Regions from separate parts of the Sus scrofa genome. Here region 2 is linked to region 1. A link is a contact called in public HiChIP or PLAC-seq data. All regions are on one chromosome and are shown on one strand. Each heading gives the region's core, a stretch centred on a gene start, on an enhancer-like site or on the middle of the called end of the contact. The rest is flanking DNA. Distances are from core to core; before and after follow the strand shown. Region 1 overlaps ZNF462 (zinc finger protein 462). Region 2 overlaps RAD23B (UV excision repair protein RAD23 homolog B).

The links. HiChIP or PLAC-seq counts read pairs in DNA pulled down with a chosen protein or histone mark.
Region 2: an H3K27ac HiChIP or PLAC-seq map of skeletal muscle shows a contact between it and region 1. The contact joins two enhancer-like sites. A contact is called at or near these places in 2 of 47 Hi-C or Micro-C datasets (heart right ventricle and skeletal muscle) and 1 of 2 datasets of contacts at active chromatin or transcription factors (skeletal muscle).

Annotation. Positions count from the first base shown.
Region 1 is chr1:248,037,837-248,040,748 of Sscrofa11.1, forward strand. The region is part of intron 1 of ZNF462 (zinc finger protein 462); the gene reads left to right. Among named protein-coding and RNA genes, the nearest start is that of ZNF462, 10 kb to the left of the region's middle. Within about 2 kb of position 1,320, at least 21 of the 83 cell types and tissues checked have an H3K27ac peak or open chromatin away from gene starts, as enhancers often do. A contact at or near this core is called in skeletal muscle, where this site is marked.
Region 2 is chr1:248,461,496-248,464,303 of Sscrofa11.1, forward strand. It overlaps RAD23B (UV excision repair protein RAD23 homolog B), which reads left to right. Exons shown (of 10, transcript XM_001927866.6): 2 at 2,150-2,231. Among named protein-coding and RNA genes, the nearest start is that of RAD23B, 15 kb to the left of the region's middle. Within about 2 kb of position 1,311, at least 2 of the 83 cell types and tissues checked have an H3K27ac peak or open chromatin away from gene starts, as enhancers often do. A contact at or near this core is called in skeletal muscle, where this site is marked.

The sequences.
Region 1 (2,912 bases), core at 70-2,569:
AGCTCTTTTAATAGCACAAGTCTTAGTTTGGGGAAGGTTGCTTAAAAAAATAAGAAGAGGAAAAGAGGCATTTATTGTAATATAAGGAACTCTGGGGAACATCAGGATTAAGCTGAGATTTTGGGATGATGGACAAAAATATTATTTCCCAAGTAGAAATTAACATTAAAAAAATCATTTAAAAGTTGACTGCTTGGTAACATCTTAAATGATGACATTCAGTGTTTCATAGTCACCTGTCAGAACTCAAAAAGCTAGTTCTGTGCCTTAGAGAGATCATCTCCTTCACATCTCCCCTCTGCTCTCCACTGCATTGAACTGAGGAGGAAACTGGCACAGAGAGGAGGTGAAGTGACTTGGTCAGAAAGTTCATTTGTAACAAAGCCAGGCCTCGAACTCAGGTCGGCTGACTCCCAACCCAGTGGCCTTTCCACCACCGTACTGCCCATGATTGTAGCTGTTAGTGAAACATCAGCTTGCCTCTCCAGAGTGCAAGGCTGTCAGAGAAACTGAAATAATATGCTAGTAGGGCAGGAGTATTGACTTTTATTGTTGGGAGTGGCATGTGGGGCAGCCCAGGGCTGAGCATGGTTGTTGATAGATGTGACACCCCCCCCAGAAGTCAGTTTTGTTGGTGGGACTTGGGGGCAAGTTTTAACTCTTGGGTTTGTAGCTGTGCTCGTCTTCACATTGTCCTCCTCTTTCTCTGTAGTTCTGTCCTTCAGGGCTGGAGAGTCCTTTTCAAATGCCCTTCCTTGGAAGTTTGTCTGGGTCTATTGCAACTTGCCCACAATTGAACTCTGAGGATCTATTTTGCAACTTGGTACAGATTTAAACTGGTTTCTTTCAGAGAGACCATTTTGTAATACTGATGAATGGCCAAAAGAGTGAAATCCAGTCTAAAATGATGACTGGTGATTTCCCAGTGTTACTGGCTCATCTTGAGAGTGTGCCCTCTATGTATCCTCTTAAGGCCCAATTGTGTCTTGCAGAGCCAATGGCTAGCTATTTCCCAGGTGCCAGTATACATGAAGTCAGCTTCAGAATGATTTTTGAACAGCACAAGCAACATTTTTAACTGTGGGGGGTGGGGGAGGGGCTGGGGCAGTACTTGAAGAAAGGTGACAGTGGCTTCCCATTTCTGATTCGTCTTGGGCAAGTGAAAGTAACTTTGTAAAGAAGAAGAGTGATGTTTGGAAGTTTCCACATTTTCTAAGCTTCTTCCAAACAAAAGCATAAATTCTTAATCCAGGAGACAGTCTGGAGAAGGTAGGGCTGGATGTGGACTTCTGGCAGAAACACAGTTAACGCTATAAACAGTTGGACCTCAGTGTGGCACTCCTCCAGATGAGTTGACTGTCGAAAATAAAATGTTCCAGAAGAACTGGGAGAACAGGAAAGAAGTTAAAACAGCATGGTTTGCATGCCAGTACTGAAGGGAGAAAGAAAAAAAAAAAAAAAAAGTGTGGGGTGGGGTGAGGGGGCCACTGGAGAAAAGATAATCCTAAATGGAACTGTCTCTGGGATTTATAAAATCCAGGAGAAGAAGTTTCCAAGTAAGGGAAAATGGATTTTTATGAATTTAGGCTGCATTTGTGGTTTATTAGGAAGCCCTTTTGAATCTTTTGTCCCCTTGAACTTTGTATCTAGAGAACTGCCCACACTGAGAAATAGAAAGTCCATTGGAAGCACTTTGGATTTACCTCTTCTGCTTGGAAATGCTATTATAAAATGTGTCTACTTTCTGAGGGATTCTGTCTTGACCAGTTGATGCCTACATAGGATTTTTAGTCTTGAGATGTCTGGCTCCAACACAGGATTGGATTTTTGGGGGCTTGGAAGGACCAGAGGCAGAGTAGTGAGGGGTGAGAGTTTACCAGGATGGTTCACCTGCAGATGCATTGTCTTTTAATTCTGGTAAGCAGATTACTTGATGTCTTCAAAGCATTCTTGCCTAATTCCTAGCTGGAGACATTTTTTTTCCTTGAGTTATTCTTGGAGGGAAGGTTTCTTTTTGTGCCAGGTCATGGGTATTTTGGTATTGATTTCCTTGCTTTCATGTGTTTGCTTGTTTAGTTCACTGCATGTTGCTTCTGGATATTAATAAAACACTTCTGCTGAGTTGGTCCACCGCTTACCCCTAACTTCATTCAGAGAGCAGAGCCTGCTCTGGAGGGTGAAGGAAGGTGGGGAGGTACTTATTTGTTCAAAAAAATAAATACTTGAAGATGAAACTGCTTAATGCAGAAAGTTCTTGCCGGGCTTTTGAATGGACTTTTAACAAAGACCACTCAAGGAAAGAGGGGGAAAATTCCACTAGGAACCAGTGGGTCCTGATGAAAATTCAGGATCACCTAGTAGGAAATTAAGCATTGCCCAAGATGAGTAGGCAAAGACTTACCTTTGGATTCAGATTGGTTTGAGCACAAAAGGAGCTGAAGGCCCAGGCGAGACAACTGTGTCAGAAGTAATTAAGCCCAGGATTTGTGGAGAGGCTTAGCTGCCACAGAGCCCAGCTGGGGAAGGCCAGACTTGCTCCCTAAGCCCTCGTCTGGCCAGTTGAACCAGAACACGAGCTGAGGCCTTCAAATTTTGGAATTCTTCTCTTCCTTGTTCAGATTGAAGAAGGCAAAGTCATTATCCTTCAGTTTTGCTCATGTCAGCTGAGTGCTTTTCTCTTGAGCCCATTTCTTGGGAAATGCCGTGGGGGGGGAGGTGATCACCTGTGAAGGAACATTCTCTCTTTTAACATGACAAATGTGCCTATAACATTGTCCGTATTAGTCAGAAAATAATTGTGCAGTGGCACAATGTGGGATACTTGAAAGATGCTTGCTGCACAAAGGTTCCAGTACTCACCTGCAGATGAAGAAATGGGTTTCTAAGCCATCTCATTTCTATTGCTAACGAAA
Region 2 (2,808 bases), core at 61-2,560, 420 kb after region 1:
ACTTTGGGAAAGCCATGTAGCATTATAAGATAGCAATTCTCAAACTTATTGTTTCCAAGACCCATTTACACTTAAAAATTATTAGGACTCCAAAATAACTTTCGTGTATATACTTACATTTGTTGATACTTGTTGTATTAGAAACCTAAAACTGGGAAGTTTTTTACAGCAGAAAATTGATAGAATACTATAAACGAACTATAATGGAAAAAATAAAAATCATTTAAAAAAAACTGGGAGGTTTTTTAATTATTCTCTTAAAATAATAAATCCATTAAATTTTATAGTTAATATTTGTGTAAACAACAATAATAAAAAGCATTGAGAAGACTGACATTGTCTTTGTTTTATCAATCTCTATAATGTTTGGCTTAGTAGAAGATAGCTGGAGTCTCATCCGCTTCTGCATTCAGTCTTTTGTCATATCACATGCTTTGTAGCCTCTGGAAAACACAACTGTATACTTGTGAGAAAGTAGGAGCAAATCTTGCAGCCCATCTAACAGAGTCTTGTGAATCTCCAGGACTCCTGGACCACACCTTGGAAATGGTGTGCTGGGCCTTGCATCTAGAAGGAATACAGGGGTTTAACTAGATGGTCTTTAAAGGTTACTGTCTCAGAAATTTAGGTAATATCTTTTTTTTTCCTTGTCTTTTTAGGGCCGAACCTGCAACATATGGAAGTTTCCAGGCTAGGGGGTGAATCAGAGCTGTAGCTGCCAGCCTATACCACAGCCACAGCAATGTGGGATCCGAGCTTTGTCTGCAACCTACACCACAACCCATGGCAAGGCCAGGTATCACACCTGCATCTTCATGGATACTAGTTGGGTTTGTTACCACTGAGCCACGACGGGAACTCCAGAGAATATCTTTTATTTCCCACTCTTAATCATAGAGTGGGTTGAGATTCTTGTAATGAATTTCCACTTTGGGAAACATCAGAGTGGCAGTGAGTGATGCTACTGACCCACTTCAGTATAGCAAGGGTGATTTATGTGGCGCTTGTTAAATACTTTGGTCTAATTAGAGCTTGGAGTCAGAAGAGCTGGTTTTGGATTTCAGCTGCTACTTATAGCAGCAATGTGATATGGGGAGGAACCTTCCCTTTGTATCCATGTCATGACAGTTTTCTACTTAAAGTTCAGAACTGTCAACTTAGACAATTTTCAAAAGTATTCTGGCAAAGTGATGGAAATGGAATTTTTCTCCCTTGATTTTAAAGTAGTGAAATTTAGTTTCATTATGTCTCCTTGCCTTTTTTACTTCTATGTCAGCCTACTTCAGAAATTGATTGGACTCATTTTCTAAATACGTAATGAACCTGTTGTCATGTAATTTTAGGAATTGAAGAGAGCATAAAGATCATCTATCCCAGTCCCTCTTTATAGATGAGACTTTTGCTAAGAAAAACCAAGCTACTTGTTCAAGATGTTTAAGTAATTCAGCCTCAGCCAAACTTTGGAACCAGCTGTAAAGCTTTTAAAAAACACTGATGTCCAGGGAGTTCCCGTCGTGGCGCAGTGGTTAACGAATCCGACTAGGATCCGTGAGGTTGCGGGTTCTCGGTCCCTGCCCTTGCTCAGTGGGTTAACGATCCGGCGTTGCCGTGAGCTGTGGTGTAGGTTGCAGACGAGGCTCGGATCCCGCGTTGCTGTGGCTCTGGTGTAGGCCTGTGGCTACAGCTCAGATTAGACCCCTAGCCTGGGAACCTCCATATGCCGCGGAAGCGGCCCAAGAAATAGCAACAACAACAACAACAAAAAAAGACAAAAAGACAAAAAAAAAAAAAACACTGATGTCCAGACCCCACCTTCAGAAATTATGTTTTAAGTTGGTTTTCATAATGCTTCCTCAGGTGATTATAATGAAACATAAACACTTTTAAAGTGAATAATTTGCTCTTTAACATTCATATTTAACTTTTATTGTTGTAGACACAACTACTTTACTTCTTAGACCTTTTAAGTTAGAGAGTTTACTTTTATGGAGAATTTACCTTTATGAGTCTTTTGATATAGGATTATAAAGACATGATATTTTAAGCTTTAGAATCATTAATATGTATAAACATATTACATCATTCATTCAGATTCTGGATTGTCATTTGTTGTTTAGACTTTTTCAGAATTTTTTTATTTTTCCAATAGGTGAAAGCACTGAAAGAGAAGATTGAATCTGAAAAGGGGAAAGATGCCTTTCCTGTAGCAGGTCAAAAATTAATTTATGCAGGTATGAATTAAATACTGAAATTCAAATGCCATTTTCTTGCTTACTGTGACATTATTTTATAGAGATTGCCATCTTGCAGACTGTAATATATACAAATTGATTCTGTCAAACACATTATACAGATAAAAGCAGAGAATGAACAGTCATTTGAATGTTACTAACCTTCGGTCTTCTTTTTACTCACTTTTGCTTTATGTATTTCTCCATCCAGTGATGCTTGTTTTATTTATTATTTTTACCTTTTGTAAGCCTTATATAACTGGCTGGTTTTGTTTTGTGTAAGGTATACAGGGTATTATTAATGCATATATAGTACTATGATTGCCAATAGTGATGTTTATCACATTACCTAGTTATAGTACACTATTGTTTGTATTCCTTATGCTGTGCATTAGATTTCTTTTCTTTCTTTTTTTTTTTTTTTTTTAAGGTTTCTTGGGCCGCTCGCTCGGCATATGGAAGTTCCCAGGCTAGGGGTTCGATCAGAGCTGTAGTCGCCGGCCTGCACCAGACCCATAGCAACATGGGATCCGAGCCGAGTCTGCAACCTACATCACAGCTCACGGCAACGCCAGAT